Linked DNA regions of Sus scrofa: region 1 is linked to region 2. The links are chromatin contacts, called in public Hi-C maps. All regions are on one chromosome and are shown on one strand. The core of a region is the stretch at or near the end of the contact, and the rest is flanking DNA. Distances in the headings are between cores, read along the strand shown.

Evidence for each region. Hi-C and Micro-C count contacts between places; a contact is called where the count stands out from the background.
Region 1: a Hi-C map of embryonic fibroblasts shows a contact between it and region 2, with 4 times the contacts expected there. The contact joins the promoter of GAB1 here to the enhancer-like site in region 2. A contact is called at or near these places in 1 of 5 promoter capture datasets (liver), 11 of 47 Hi-C or Micro-C datasets (alveolar macrophages, embryonic fibroblasts, fibroblasts and 6 more) and 1 of 2 datasets of contacts at active chromatin or transcription factors (skeletal muscle).

Annotation. Positions count from the first base shown.
Region 1 is chr8:84,389,814-84,394,709 of Sscrofa11.1, reverse strand. GAB1 (GRB2-associated-binding protein 1) reads left to right here and starts at 3,199. Exons shown (of 12, transcript XM_003129177.6): 1 at 3,199-4,146. The coding sequence starts at 4,075.
Region 2 is chr8:84,321,164-84,325,810 of Sscrofa11.1, reverse strand. The region is part of intron 1 of GAB1 (GRB2-associated-binding protein 1); the gene reads left to right. Among named protein-coding and RNA genes, the nearest start is that of GAB1, 68 kb to the left of the region's middle. Within about 2 kb of position 1,725, at least 31 of the 83 cell types and tissues checked have an H3K27ac peak or open chromatin away from gene starts, as enhancers often do. A contact at or near this core is called in embryonic fibroblasts and skeletal muscle, where this site is marked.

The sequences.
Region 1 (4,896 bases), core at 1,950-4,449, 67 kb before region 2:
TGGCTGTGTGGGTGCAGAAGAAAGTACAGTTTGGTTCACGCAGAGTCGGGGTTTTTTGAGTTGGAAGCATGCTATTAAAAATGTGGACCACAACATTCAAACTGAATAAGGGAGAAGGTGAAGGTGGAGAGATCTGATGGGTCATGCATGAGAAAGCAGGGGTGTCAACAGGCTGGAAAGCTATTGGAGAAGAAAGAAGATTACAGAGGGAGAACGTAGAGATTAAGTTGGAAGATGTATGGTTAAAGTGGGCTGCTGGCGGTGAATGACAAAGTCTATCTTGTTGGAGGCGATTTGAAAGTCACAGAAGGTGACACTTGTCATTTGCTCAAAGAAAAAGTCTAAACTCTAAATCTATCTCCCAGTATCTGCACAGTCTGACTGTGCCGACCTCTGTCACCTTACCTATGTCCCATTCTCTGGCCTCCCTGCTACCTTCATCCAGGTCCTCAGGAGTCTCCTTCAGCCTGGGGACTTGACAGCTCGCAGTTTCTCTGTTGCCTGGAATATTCTTTGCTGCTTGGCCAGGCCATTTTTTCTTAATCCTAAGAATTTTAGTTCAAAGTTTGTTCCTCGGGCAAGTCTTTCCCCACCTACCCACCCTTCTCCCAGGTGGGGCAGAGCCTCCAGTTACAGGTCCAGCTAAGACTCTTTGTTTTTCCTTCACAGCATTTAACGAGTGTATTGTAGAAGCTATGGGGCTCATGATTAGTAAAATGATCTTCTCCAGGCTGGACGACTGAGGTAATAGGTCTGGTTAGCCTCGCTATTGTATCCTGGGTCCTCAGGAACTTGTACATACAAGGACATGCCATAAATATTCGTCGTATGAATGAAATGTAAGACACTTAGGTGTAATAGTGTTTTCCAGCATGTTTTAAATGACATAAATATAATTTAACAGATAATCTAAAAATGGCATATAATGTAAAGATAAAGCCAATGTCCTTTCTACATACGTGTAAGAAGACATGCTTGTCTTCAACCTCTCCTCACTTACCTGATCTTTAGAAATGCAAATCTCAAACAACACAGTCAAAGAGAGGGAAAAATACTTACTGATTTCTTATATGCAAATGAGATAACTGAATCCATTTGAAATAAAGCAAAAAAAAAAAATCATTGGAACATCCCAAAGTAGTCCAGGAGATACAGTGGGCCCTCCATATCTTTGGGTTCCTCATCCGAGGCTTCGATGAACCTTGGAGTGGGAAGTGTTCAGAGAAAATTTAGAAAGTTCCAAAAAGCAAAACTTGAATTTGCTGGCCACTATTTACATAGTATTTACATTGTACTTACTATTTACATATTATTTACACTGTATTAGGTATTACAAGTAATCCAGAGGTGATTTAAAGTATATGGGAGGACACATTTAGGTTACATGCAAATACTACAACATTTTACATAAGGGACTTGAGCATTAAAGGATCTGGGTAAGGGGAAAGGTCCCGGAACCAATTCCCTGGGAATACCGAGGCACAATGGCAGTACAAATTTCCACTAAAAAGGCCTTTACAACAGGACTGGAGGAGCAGTAAATTGTCTAGTCAACAGTTAACTAGGAAAGAGTGGACTAGGCTTAGCAATGTTAATTATAAATACTTTGTACAGACACACTGCCTGTGGGAGAAGCAGAAATCAAATTCAATGATTTATTTTCATTTGGAAGGCTTGTGGTAAAACCCGAGCTCACATAAAAAATTGCTTTGGTTTATTAGCTGCCATAAAAATTACACTCGTATTCTGAAAAGCCTTAAAATTTAAGAAAAACAATGAACCCTCTTGCTTGTTTTTTCTCTCTCAATCCTCCTTATCTCTTTGATTTTTCTACAAAACAAGTATAAATCTCCTCTTTCTTTACAAACACCTTTCTCATCTCTGGCTAGCTTATCTTCAAGGAAGACTTCTCTCATTCTATCTGACCTAGTCCCATCTGGTTATTCTTCCAATTTACCGTGTTTATTTTCCCCAGGGCACAACATTTATCACAATTTGTACTTGTGCTGACCCCTGTTTATCCTCTGCCACCACAGAAATGTCACCTCCATGAGTGCAGGGAACTTTGTCACCACCCAGCACCTATTTTCCTGCTATAATGGTAAACCTTTTCAAACTCAAGAGAAACTTTTGAATGCCAGTACTGTTATTAATAAGCAAGTGCCTGAGGTTAGGTTTTTCCAGAAATGTTCACTCATCTACTATTTTTAGCACTTTTATCTCATTTATTTATATTACCTTCTAAAATTTGTTTGGGGGCTTTGTTTTTCACAAATAAATTTATATTTCTATTACAGGATCGTGTCAAACTCAGGACCAGGTATCATAATTGCAATACACACACGCAAGCAAATAGAGCTAAGACGTCTAGTAAAGTTTCCCTTTTCTGGTTCAACATCCCAAGGGTAGATTTTAAACAAATCCAAAGTCAAGTGGAAGAAACTGGCTACAAGTGGAGGGAGAGTGACTTCAAAATGTCCCAGAGAGAGATTCAACCAAATCTTTGGTCCCAGTAAGAACTCCCATTACTCAGGCAAGGCTGCTCCAAGGTCCAGCCCACAGCGGCCCGAAAGGGTCCCCTTCTGATCTCCTCTCCAGACTGGGTGCCTTAGCGCGATCCCCTGCGCCCTTGTTCTCCTGGTGTCTGACCTTCAACCTCGAGGGCCGGGGCACAGGGGTCGAGGACTCTCAGGGCGCGCGGTCTCCCTCCGGCCGTCAAGTAGAGGCCCCCTCACCCCCCGCCCAAACCCCTGATTAAACAAACCGAACAAACTCCAAACTGACACTCGGCTGAGCCAACATGGCAATCCCCAGACCGAACATTCAAACGTTCCTCACTCCTTCAGCAGACCGAGCCCCGGAGCGCTACTCTCTCCGAGGCCTGGCCGCTATTCCCAGCGAGGACCCCGCGGGGGGCTCCCGGCGCCAATGCAGCCAGGCGGCCAAGGACCCCTCTCCAGCTTCCCGAACTACAGATCCCAGGGTGCCTCTCGGACTCCGGCTCCCTCCCTCTCTCGCTCCCTCCCTCCGTGCGTCTCCTCCTCCCCGGCCCTTGTTGTTTTGGCTGGAAGCGCTCCGGCGGAGTTTCAGAGAAAGTCTAGGCAGAAACCGGAGCCGGCCGAACGTGGGAAGGGGAGGAGGGAAGGGAGGAAGAGGGAGCCGGGAGGCCGAGAGAGGGAGGGATCTGGGCCGGGGGCCGGGCCGCTCGGAACCTACCGCACGCCCCGGGGTGGGGGAGGCGGCGCGGGAGGAGCGCGAGGGGACCGGACGGTGGGCTCGGTCCCCCCCAGTCTAGCCGCGGAGCTCCTCGTCTCTCCGCCTTCTTTCTCCCGCGGCGGCGGCGGCGGCGAGCGCGGACCCACCCTCCGGCTAGACCTGCGCCCTGCCCAGCGACGCCCAGCCGGCGGCTCCCTCCGTGGCTCGGGACCAGCCCCGCGCCCAGTGCCCACGGGACCCTCGCGGCTTCCCCTTTCCTCCCCGCTGCCCGGGCGCCGCGGAGAAGTGACCCACCCTCTCCCGAGGAGGAGGAGGAAGGAGAGGATCGCGCCGGGCGCCCCGAAACCCAGAGCGGGCGAGCCAGAGTGGGCGCCTCCCGGGGGCTTTGTGAGTGTGTGAGTGTGTATGTGTGTGTGCGCGTGCAGCGTCGTGTCTGTCTCGAGAGCGCTTTGGGAGGTCCTGTCCCGAGGGGGCGGAGCGCAGGGGGCCGAGGCTTGGGCTCCGCGCCGGGGCAGAGTCCCGTGGAGCCGAAGCGCGGCGGAGGCGGCCGGCAGAACGGCACGCCTGGCGGCCAGGCGGGCGCACTGAAGGAAGGCCGGGGCGCCCTCGGCCCGGCCGCGGTCCCAGCCCCGAGGTGTCGGCCTCGGCGGCGCAGCCCGATTCTACTCACGTCCAAGGACCTGCCTGCGGGGAAGAAGTTCGGACGCGTTGAGCCTGCGCGCCGCGAAGCCCGTCCGCCCGGTCCACCCCGTCCACCCGAGGTGCGCCGCAGTAGAGCAAGGTCCCCGCCTTTGCGCGACCGCCCGGCGTCGACGGTGTCGGGAGCGCGCCCGGCGCGGAGCCTGAGAAGCGCGCACCATGAGCGGCGGCGAAGTGGTCTGCTCGGGATGGCTCCGCAAGTCCCCCCCGGAGAAAAAGTTGAAGCGTTATGTAAGTAAAACTCCGCCGCTGCTCCCATCCCGGGGCGGCTCGCGCGGGCGTTGCTGCTTCCACTCAGTCCCCATCCCTTGCCCCTGGGCCCCTTCCCCGGCAGGCTTGGGACCCGGGCTGTAAGCTCCCGCCTGGCCTCCGCCTGGCCGGGGATCTTTCCTCCATCCAGATTGCAGACTTCGGCTCATCGGAAGGCCCAGCGTTGCCAGCTGAACGCCCGCTGCGTGTTTTTATTATTTTAGCGGGGGTGAGGGGAGGGCATTCTCTTTTCGTGATTTCTGCATGGAATTCTTAGGGGCTGCTGTGTAGTAAATTTCCCGCACTGGGAAAACCGCCAAGGTGTTGAACTCAGCAGTCTTCTCTTTGGTCCGCGCTCCCTCCCGCCTTCCCCTCGGGGTGGTTGCGGGAAGCGGGAGGGGAACCTGGGAAGCTGCATTAGAAAAGAGCATCTCCAGTCCGCGCGCAAGGGAAAGAAAAAAGTTATTACGCGCCCTGCCGTTTGCTTAGCAGGGTTCACATTTTTGCGGTTTTGAATCGAGGGACATTGGAGTTTGGCCCGAGAGCCTTGGCTGTTTGCTGCGAGAGGAGGGCGCTGGAGGGAGCCTGGTGGCTGGTGTTCGGGAGCTTTGGACACGCTGTCAAGACACGCAGGAGGGGACAGCTGAGGCCAGTTAGGATTTCTGTGTGTTGCGGTCCTTTTCCAGGCCATCAGAGCTTGGTATTTGTGTAATTGATACAAGATGCTGATTA
Region 2 (4,647 bases), core at 476-2,975:
AGTAGAAATTTGCCTTTCCTGGCTTTTCTGGTAGAGATCTGAGCAACAGAAGAGAAACGGGGGAAAGCATTACCAGCATAGGAGTTTGCTTCTGTCTTTTTGATACTTCCTGTTGCTGAGGGTTTGTTCAAGAGGAAAAGATTAAAAAGATATATGGACGGAGGAAGATGGATATCAGCTGTCTCATCTCTCTCGCCTTTCATGGCATGTGCAGCAGTCTAAGAAAGTTTAAGTCTTGTGTTCCTATATCCTGAGCATTGGCTTATGAGAGTAAACCTGGAATACTTCATCTCCCTTGATTTAGGCCCCTTTGTTTCCTCTGTGAGAAAGCTGGTGAGGGTGTTTTAAGCTGATACTGTGGACCTGTAAGGTATAGTTATAAAGCACTGGAAGGAAACTGTTTTTGGAACCTGCTAGAATTATACTAGTGCACTTCTTCAAAGAGTGTCATACGTGGTAATTAAAGGAGCTCTGTTTATTTTATGCTTTTATTCATCTCTGAATGCTTTTTTTGTATGGATCTTTTCCTTTGATTTTTTTTTGGGGGGGGAGGGGGGCATGCCTGTGGCATGAGAAAGTTCCCAGGCCAGGGATAGAACCTGCACCAAAGCAGTGACCCTAGCCACAGCAGTGACAACGCCAGGTCCTTAATCACTAGGGAACTCCCTATTTGATTTTTTTTTTTTTTGGTCTTGTCTTTTTAGGGCTACACCCACAGCATATGGAGGTTCCCAGGCTAGGAGTCGAATCCAGGCTGTAGCTGCTGGCCTACATCAGAGCCACAGCAACACTGGATCCAAGCCACATCTGCGACCTACACCACAGCTCGTGGCAACACCGGATCCTTTACCCACTGAGCAAGGCCAGGGATCGAATCCATATCCTCATGGATACTAGTTGGGTTTGTTAACCACTGAGCCTCGATGGGAACTCCTGATTTTTTTTTTTTTAATACAGTTCTAGCAAACAATTCTTACCGATGCAGGACGAGTTTTAGATGTGTTAAGTACTTATATGGGAGAGAAAGTCTAGTATCACCTCTCCAGAAATCATTTTGTTTAAAATAATCACGAGTTATTAAGCATTCTGATTGCTCCAGAAGTTAAGAAATAGAATCACTGGATCACGGAAGCCTAGAACCCATGTCTAATACTCGTATCTCTCTTTAGGAGAAATTTTCTGATGTTTTGTTCAGTGAGTAGAGTTTGTGTAACCCTGGCTGGCTGGTTAGCAGATGTGTGTCACCAGTCCCAAGGGGGGGGCGGGTCCCACGTGATTGGTTATTTACGTGAGTCAGTGGCAGCGTCTGTCATCATATTTAAAGAACTGTACGTGTTAGTGTGAAACTCGGGTGTAAAATGGGCAGCCCGTTGTTGCTGATGAGATCATTGGCAAAACCCACACCCCTTTCCAGACAGAAAGATCCCCATGGAGATAAGCCTGCTTTCCCCAAGGAGTCACTCAGCCATGCCTGCTACTCCCGAACCAGCGTCTCGTTTCACTTTACCTGTCCCTTGATTTGAAGTGCTGTGTAAATGAACTCCTAGCTTTCCAGAATTGTTCTTATGGAAATGATTTTGTTTGAGCTACTCCTATCAAAGACACCTGAAAAAACAGAAAGTAAAGCGGGCCAACCACATGAGCTTAGAAACTAGCAGTTAATAAATTGTCTGCTTGCACATCCAAAAATGCACATACTACCTCGATGCCATCTAGAGATGCTGCCTTTTCCTTAAAAGGTAATGATCAAAAGTCCAAAGGTGCACAAGGAAATAGTGAACCTACCTAAGTGAATACACAAGTTTTGTCTTTGGGGCAAAAGTGTGGAATAGAAAATTCCAAAGTTAACTTTCTGTTCTTGAGTAACTGATTTGTAGAAGTCCAAAGTACTCTTTTTGTGCTTTGTTGTGCTTTGTTTTGTTCTGTTCTGTGTTGTGTGCTGTTTTGGTTTTTCCTGATTTCTGTAGTGCCTGCCTTTCTCATGTTTTCTCTGCTCCTAAGGACGCCACTAGGGGGCAGACGAAAGAATGGAGAAAAAAAAAGGAAACCTATGCCCCGCATTGCCTTCGCTATAATTTTATGCCCGCGTGTCTGCTGCTCCTTCGGGATACCTTGCCGGAACATTTTTTTTTTTTCCTTAATGTATTTCATATAATAGCATCTAGAGTGGTTTTTATTACGCTTATTTCTGTATTTAAAGTGTAAACATTTATTCAAGCTTATGGTAATTTTCCAATTAATTCATTGTCACAGTATATTTCTTATGCTTTTCTAGCATGTTTCCACCCTCAAACCTCAAACCACTTAATTATTGTTTATGGATGATTGTAATGATGATCCCTGGAGGGTGCACCTTGTACATGAAGACTCTCATTCATTCATTCAGTCAGTCAGTCAGTCACTACTCCCTGGGTCCCTGCTTTTGTGAAGCATTGTGTGTGTTGGGATTTGAGAAAAGGGCAGTGAAAATGGAGCTCCCAGGAGACTGAATATAAACAAACGATTACTTATGGTTGCCCTCTAAGCCATTTGATGAAAAGAAGAGGCTGAGAGGAACCAGAAGGGATTCTTTTTTTTTTCTTTCCCTTTATACTCTTTTCTTTCTGTTATACTTTTTAATTCTTATGCAGTTTTTAAAGGTGACACTTCATTTACAGTTATAACAAAATATTGGCTATGTTTACATATTATATTGGCAGCATGTCTTACACCTACTAGTTTGTACCTCCCACTCCCCCATCCCTATAATGCTCCCCACAAGGAATTATTGATGACTGCAAAGCTGGATAGTTTTTATTTCTGATGATTCTTTTCTAACTGCTCCTAAAGACTAGAATGCCATATGGGGTTGGTGTGGGGGCTTCGGTGCCTTGTCTAGGGGGCTAGCCAAAGATGTTGTGTTTTTCAGTCTTCCTTTGTCTCTGCTCCACCAAGAATTGGATCTAGTTACCACAAATCATTGACCTCATCCAGCCTAGGGTTACATAATCTTAATCTTTAAATGAAAATCTCATTACTTTTGCCTTTTCATGGTCAATTATTCAACAAAAGACATGGTCAGTTATTCAGCAATATACAGAGCAGTGTTTTTGTTTTTATTTCTTTGTTAAAGCTAGTCAAATTTTAACTAGAGGTATTTTGTTTCTCCCCAACCTTTCCTCTATTTTTAAACCAAACTCTCCTTTGTTCATTGTAAATAATCTATAAATAGATTGCCTAACCTGTTAATTTTTAAGGATGAACATTTAAATGGCCAAGAAGTCAAGGTATTTATTATGAGAATGTGTTCCAGTTATAATAATGCCTTTAACGTAGGTTAAAGTCTCAAAAGATTTTTTTCTGGAATAAATTACTCTTCTGTTGGACTTAATCATTCTACACAATGTGATTTTCTTCACCATTATTGGTAAACAAGGTAATAGGATTTCTTTGGAGAAAATACATGTTTATTTTAGATATTATTTGCTTAGAGCATCAACTGCATACTGTAGCAAATTGGACAAGGCCCAGCAGGATATTGGAGTTATAATTAAATATCTTAATTGCTAGAGTGTATCTAGGGTGCAGTGCTAAGAAAGCCCACAGTAAATAAATGTCTTGGTTTTGTTTTGTTTTGTTTTTACAGTCATCAAAAGTGTTTTTTTATTGGGTTTCAGAAAGCATTTCAGTGAGGGCTTCACCTTTATTTTCATAATTCTAGCATGATAAAAAGTTCACAACAAGTGAAATATTAAGGAATTAAAAATTTAAAGCCAAGAATTTTAAACTTCTGAAAGTAGGTATGTGGCTTATAAAACTAAAAATACATTCATCTTTATTTTAAATGCTAGCTACTTTAAAAATATGAATGTATATAAATAAAAAGATGAATATATGAAAAGATATATTTTTTTGATGATAGGATGATATATAATTTTCCTCTGGTTTTTCAGTTGAATTTGTTTTTGCTTGTCATTTATTAAAAATTAATTTGTTGGAGTTCCTGTTGTGGCTCAGTGGGTTAAGGACCCAGCATTGTCTCTGTGAGGATGTGGGTTCAGACCCTGGCCTCAGTCAGTGGGTTAAGGATCTGATGCTGACACAAGCTGCAGCATAGGTCACAGATGTGACTTGTATCTGGTGTTGCCATGGCTGTGGCGTTGTCTCCAGCTGCAGCTCTGATTCGACCAGTAGCCCAGGAACCAACATATGCTGCAGGTGTGGCTGTAAAAACAAAAAAGTTAAGAAAATGCCCGTATGTCTTACATAGTTTTATTATGCCAGAACACTTCACTTGGATATCAGATAACCCCAGAAATATAGATTCCACCACAGCACTTTAGGAGGCACAGGCATTTGAAGTTTATAACATACAAGCGTAGGGCTCAGCCTGTTGCTGGCTGTAGGTTCTTTCCCTTATTTATTTATTTATTTTTTATTTGGCTGCCCCACAGCATATGGAGTTTCCGGGCCAAGGATCAAATCCGAGCCACAGTTGCCACCTACACACAGCTGTGCTAACACCAGATCCTTTAACCCACTGTGCTGGGTGGAGGGAATCGAACCTGCATCCCGGCACTGCAGAGGTGCCTCTGATGCCTTTGCCCCACGGTGGGAACTTCTCCCTTATTTTTTTAATAGCTGACAGATTTTAAATATTTCTTGGAA